2 separate regions of the Mus musculus genome follow, and region 1 is linked to region 2. The links are chromatin contacts, called in public HiChIP or PLAC-seq maps. All regions are on one chromosome and are shown on one strand. The core of a region is the stretch at or near the end of the contact, and the rest is flanking DNA. Distances in the headings are between cores, read along the strand shown.

Region 1 (2,700 bases), core at 131-2,630, 190 kb before region 2:
GTAAAACCTCTCATTTTTGTTTCTTTTCCTATTCCTCCTTCTGATTTTTTTTAAGTCACTGTAATATATACACTTGTTATAATTCTACCAGATGCATATCTCAGTCTTTATAATCCACTGATCTAGGGATCAGAGGGTTAAATCTGATGGAGACTTCTTGGTGAGTCATACCATTGTAGAAGGTGTCAAATGCCAAAAGAGAAAGGCAGACCTAGAGTGGGTGAGGAGCAGTAGGAGCACTAGCAAGCAATGGAAGGGAATGCCTTCATGAGAGAGACCAAGCTTGGCCCGTTTTAAGAAACCCACACTCACAATAATGAACCCAGTCCTACAGTAACAGCATACCTTCACCTCAGGCTGACGTCTAACTGTAACTCAGCACTGGGGATTAAGTTGCAAGCATGTGCCTTTTAGGGAGCACGTTCAAACCATAGAGATCAGTAGAGCCATGATTGTTGTTGTGAATCAGTGTCAGTTTTCGGTGTCAAGGAAGAGCAGAGACTGAAGGGCGGGTGCTAGGGTTGAAGCAGAAGCCCATCTGGCAAGAGTGCTACAGGGAAGGGCAGGGGAAGGGGGCAGACAAAGCCACAGAGTTTGTCAAAGATATTGCCACTTCCATGCTTGACAAACGTTTTTAGAAAATGCATATGTATCAAAAGATGGCCTAGTCGGCCATCACTGGAAAGAGAGGCCCATTGGACACGCAAACTTTATATGCCCCAGTACAGGGGAATGCCAGGGCCAAAAAGGGGGAGTGGGTGGGTAGGGGAGTGGGGGTGGGTGGCTATGGGGGACTTTTGGTATAGCATTGGAAATGTAAATGAGCTAAATACCTAATAAAAAATGGAAAAGAAAAAAAAAAAAAGAAAAGAAAATTTACCAACCCCCAAAAGGTAGGTTGCCAACAACTGGATTTCAGTTGTATTGACACTTAACATGGGAAAATATGAGATTCTTCTACCAGATGAAAAAAGGAAAAACTAACTGCACTGGGATCCCAGCCAAGAGTCAGTGAGCTGCCTTGTAAACCAGGGTGGGTCCTGAAGGAATGCGGAGCATCCCGTTCTGACAGAGTGTTTGAACTGAGAAGTGGATGGGAAGCAAGCACTCAGCTTAAAGGGAAGTGTCTGAGGCCAGAGAGAAACCAACTGGATAGCTGCTGGGGAGAAGATGAGTTGTTTGTTTTCTAAATGGAGTTCTACCCTTTTGCATCAGCTTCTAACACAGCTTGATCTTCACGCTGTGAGTCTGAGTCTCTGATTTATTCTTACTTGCTAATTTCATCCGTTCCTGGTTTTGTTTGGTCTGTAAGAGTCCCACATGTTACAGGAGAGGTTTCCTGTTTCAGGGATGGATGTGCCTGACTGCTGACTTCACTTCACTCCAGGAGGCTGCTGTAAAGTGGTGCTTAAGCATTGCTGTAATTATCAAAGAAAAGTGGAAGGAATGAGATTGTGCAGTCAGTAACCTCTTTCAAGAAAAGGAAGAACTTAGATATTAAATATAGAACAGTTCAGACTATAAAAGCAAGTAATGGCTTAGTATAGGAAGCCTCAACTCAGTTTTTCCTAATCTACTTTTGAAAGGGAAAACAAATAAGCTGCTGGCTTGCCAGTCAGGGTTCCTCGTTTGATTCTCAAACGTTGCAAAGGGAAGAGAAAACCAATTTCATAGCGAGGTGAACTCTGACTAGCACATGGTCACGAGTTTCCTCAGTCCCTTTGCATTTCTTTATCATGTTATAAACCTCCAGGGAGAAATGCGGTGTCTCTTTCAGATGGCCACTCGGCAGTGTCTTATTTTAGACTTTGTCAGAGACAGACTTTTTTTTTTAGAATATTACTTATAATATGACTTTATAGGAATACAGAACATAGGTCTTAAAATGAATTTTTGACCAAAATATAAAGTAGAATGTGTAGTTGCAATTTGAGATATACGTATTGATACATTTTTAAAAGTTAGCCTTCTGGAAATTGCTAGCCAAGATAAATCTGGGAAGTATGTCTTCACGGTGATCCACTCTAAGCTTACAGTAAGCAGTACCGAGGGGACATGGCCTTTGCCACAGCACTGATGGATGGATACTGTCACTGCGAAGATCCCTGTGTATGCATGAAAGTTACATTGCTTATAAATGTCTCACGCTGTGTTCCCTTGTCTCAGGGAAGCAGTGCATGGGCCTGGTGGATCTGGACCGAGCAGCAGCAGCAGGAGAACACGGCTACTCTGTTCAAGTGATCTCTATGGAGCCAGAGAGCTGCTCTCCCAAGAACAACATGATTGTGGGTGTCCCCTTGTAGACGGGCACTCAAACGTGATGCTCTGCCATTGGCTTCGTGAGGAGAGCCCGGGGCCGTCCAGGGAGCCTTTGCTGTGCTCCTGGAAGCAGCACTGAGCTGAGCATGCTGGGCCGGCTGGGAAAGCTGCAGGAAGACCTTGGAAGAGGGATGCTCCGCTGTGTGCGCAGAAGGATGACAGGCTTCCAAGAGGGGATTCCCCGAAGCCTTAGCCGCCAGAGTCGTTCTCAGTGGCCAAGATTCCCTCCACAGATCCATTTCCTCCCACTTCCCTGATGATGTCAGTGGAATATTCAACCTGGGCTATGACCTCACAGCCTTGACTTTATAATCTTTAGATATTCATACTTGGTGACCAGAGCTAAACTCAAGGTAGTTGAGGTTTTATAGTTTTAACAAT
Region 2 (2,700 bases), core at 86-2,585:
CCACCAGGGCTCAAGTATGTATTGCTAATGGACATGTCACTTTGCTTATGTCCACTGAAAACCTATGACAATTTTGGGATCATTGCATTCTAGACACTTGACACCAAAGCTGAAGAAACTGAGAGATGTGCTAGTGAGCTGCCTATAACTGAACCCGATGCACCTACCAACTGATAGATCCATACAAACAAAACCTTTCGTACAAAAGCTACTTCATAAAATAGTCAGAGTAAGTAAATATTACACCAAATATGTAGACATCAGTTCGAGGAGAGAGCATCAGAGGAAGCCTAATGCCCTTAACGAAAACAATCTTTCAGAAAAAGATCTCAGAGAAAAAGCTAAGGATGCCTGAAAAAAAATGTAAAGCAATGATTTGAACTTAGTGACATACAAAGCAAAACACATGAATGATACAAAGAAATGAGAAAAACAATTCAAGGTACAAGTGAGAAATTCACCAAAGACACAGAATCTGTACAACAAACAAACAAAAAACAAAGACTGATCTTCGAACTAAAACCCTGAAAAAAAAAAAAAAAGTAATAGCTTCCACAAAAGACTACAACAAGTGGAAGGGTTTCTGATGTGGAGGACACGCCTTCCGAGTTAACCTCAGGCATAGCAGTAGTTAGATAGGAAAAGGAGGGAGAATGAAAAGAACAGAGAACTTATGGACTTTATGGAATACTACCAAATGGACAACTTTCACACTACAGGAATCCCAGCAGATGAAAAGGGAGTGTATTGAGAACAATCTCAGTGATTTTTCACAGCTCCAACTATATGGATGACTATGTATAAAAAATCCAAAGGACCGCCTGCAAGCTACCAACATGGAGCTTTAACCAAGTGTTTTCCTCTTTCCTGCTGTCACATGTGAATGTGGTCCCATGTGTGACGTCAGAGGATAAGTGCAGGCAGTGGTCTTCACCTTCCATCTTGTTTCAGACAGGGTCTCTTAATTTTCACTGTTGTGTACCAGGCCTGCTGGCTAATGAGTCTCTGGGGTTCTCCTGTCTCTGCCTCCTATTCCTCCATGTATACATCTTTTACCAGCAGCAATAGGACACATTTTTTTTTTCATCCAACAGCAGTAGGACACATGTTTTCCCTCTCTTATCAATGCACGGAACAATCTTTAGGGCACATCATCAAATGTGGTGGCTAGTACAAACATCAAATAGACATCTAAGTGATTAGTAGACCACATTTCTGGGTGTGCTTGAAAGGAATTTCCACGGAAAGTTTGCTTATGAAGGTACTGACATAGTGTAGCGATTGGTTGATGATTCATAATATGATGGTATTAGGATGTGGTTACGTCAGGAGGTTGGGCCCAGTTAGAGGAAGTGTGTCACTGTGTTAATGAGGACAATAAATTGTCCTGCTCTTTTCTACAGTCCCTCTCTTTTCTTTTATCCAGCCATGAGTAAACAGATCCCTTAGTATACACTCCTACTGTCATTATATTCTGCTCAAGCTTATGGGTCCAGAAATCAATAAAGCCAGGACCCAAATAAATAGTTCTACCCTTAAGATGTTCTGTCAGGCAATATATATAAAAACACAGACTTTTTTTTTTTTTCAAAAGACAGGGTTTCTTTTTGTAGCCCTGGGTATACTGGAACTTACTCTGTAGACCCAGTAGGCCTCCAACTCACAGAGATGTACCTGTCTCTGTCTCCTGAGTGCTGGGATTAAAAGTGTATGCCACCACTGCCTAGCTAAGTTTTAATAAACTTTTAAAAACAGAAATTATGGGAAATTTTAGAGATGCCTCAATGGTTAAGAGCACTGACTGCTCTTCCAGAGGTCCTGAGTTCAATTCACAACAAACACATAGTGGCTCACAACCATCTGTAATGGGATCTGATGTGTGTCTGAAGACAGCTACAGTGTACTCATATAAATAAAATAAATACATCTTTAAACCAAACCAAACCAAACCAAACTGAAACCGTGACATTTTCTCATAATGGGAGAGAAGCACAGAGTGGCCACAGTAGAAAGTATGCACATAGATGGGAATTCAGTAACACGCTCCTAAAAGTCCAGTGGCTAACTGGAGAAGTTAAAAAAGAAATACAAAATGCTATAAGAATGAAAATGACCCTAACATACCAGAGTCTATGAAGTCTGGGTAAAGAAGCACATTACAGAGAAGCATGCAGTAGTACATGGGCAAATCAAAGGCGCTACCCCACAGACTCCGCAGCACACTAACAATCTGGAGTGAGAGCAAAGAAAATCCAAACGAGAGAAAAGACTGACAACCAGAATGGAAATTTTAAAAACTACAATCAATCAAAGCAGCTTCTTGTTGTTTATAAGACAGGCTTTGCCTTTGCAGCCCAGGTGACCTAGATCTCCCTGTCTGTCTCCACAGTGGGGAGATGACAGACATGGGCCACCATGTTCTGTGACCAGCATGCTGAGTGATGGAGCTGTGGGTTTTGAAAAGGTAAATGAGAACGACTAAATGTTCTGCTCTAACAAGGAAGATGGAGAAGACTCAAAGTCAGAGATGAAACAAGGTTTCTCACAGCACAGAAATGCAAAGGACCATGAGAGACCCATATTAGATACTAACAATGTGGACGGCCTACAAGAAATGGATACGTTTCTGAATACACACTATCAAATTAGAAATCTAAATATGCAAATAGTGAGCAGCAACACTGAAACAATAACTAAAAT

Evidence for each region. HiChIP or PLAC-seq counts read pairs in DNA pulled down with a chosen protein or histone mark.
Region 1: a contact with region 2 is called in a FOXA1 HiChIP or PLAC-seq map of pancreatic cancer cells. The contact joins two enhancer-like sites. A contact is called at or near these places in 1 of 15 datasets of contacts at CTCF or cohesin (the NIH/3T3 cell line), 1 of 115 datasets of contacts at active chromatin or transcription factors (pancreatic cancer cells) and 1 of 9 other capture datasets (adipose tissue).

What each region holds. Positions count from the first base shown.
Region 1 is chr3:132,982,686-132,985,385 of GRCm38.p6, reverse strand. It overlaps Gstcd (glutathione S-transferase, C-terminal domain containing), which reads left to right. Exons shown (of 12, transcript NM_026231.3): 12 at 2,167-2,700. The coding sequence ends at 2,303. Among named protein-coding and RNA genes, the nearest start is that of Npnt, 34 kb to the right of the region's middle. Within about 2 kb of position 1,380, at least 68 of the 459 cell types and tissues checked have an H3K27ac peak or open chromatin away from gene starts, as enhancers often do. A contact at or near this core is called in pancreatic cancer cells, where this site is marked.
Region 2 is chr3:132,789,941-132,792,640 of GRCm38.p6, reverse strand. All of the region lies in intron 23 of Tbck (TBC1 domain containing kinase), which reads right to left. Among named protein-coding and RNA genes, the nearest start is that of Gm30294, 14 kb to the right of the region's middle. Within about 2 kb of position 1,335, at least 39 of the 459 cell types and tissues checked have an H3K27ac peak or open chromatin away from gene starts, as enhancers often do. A contact at or near this core is called in pancreatic cancer cells, where this site is marked.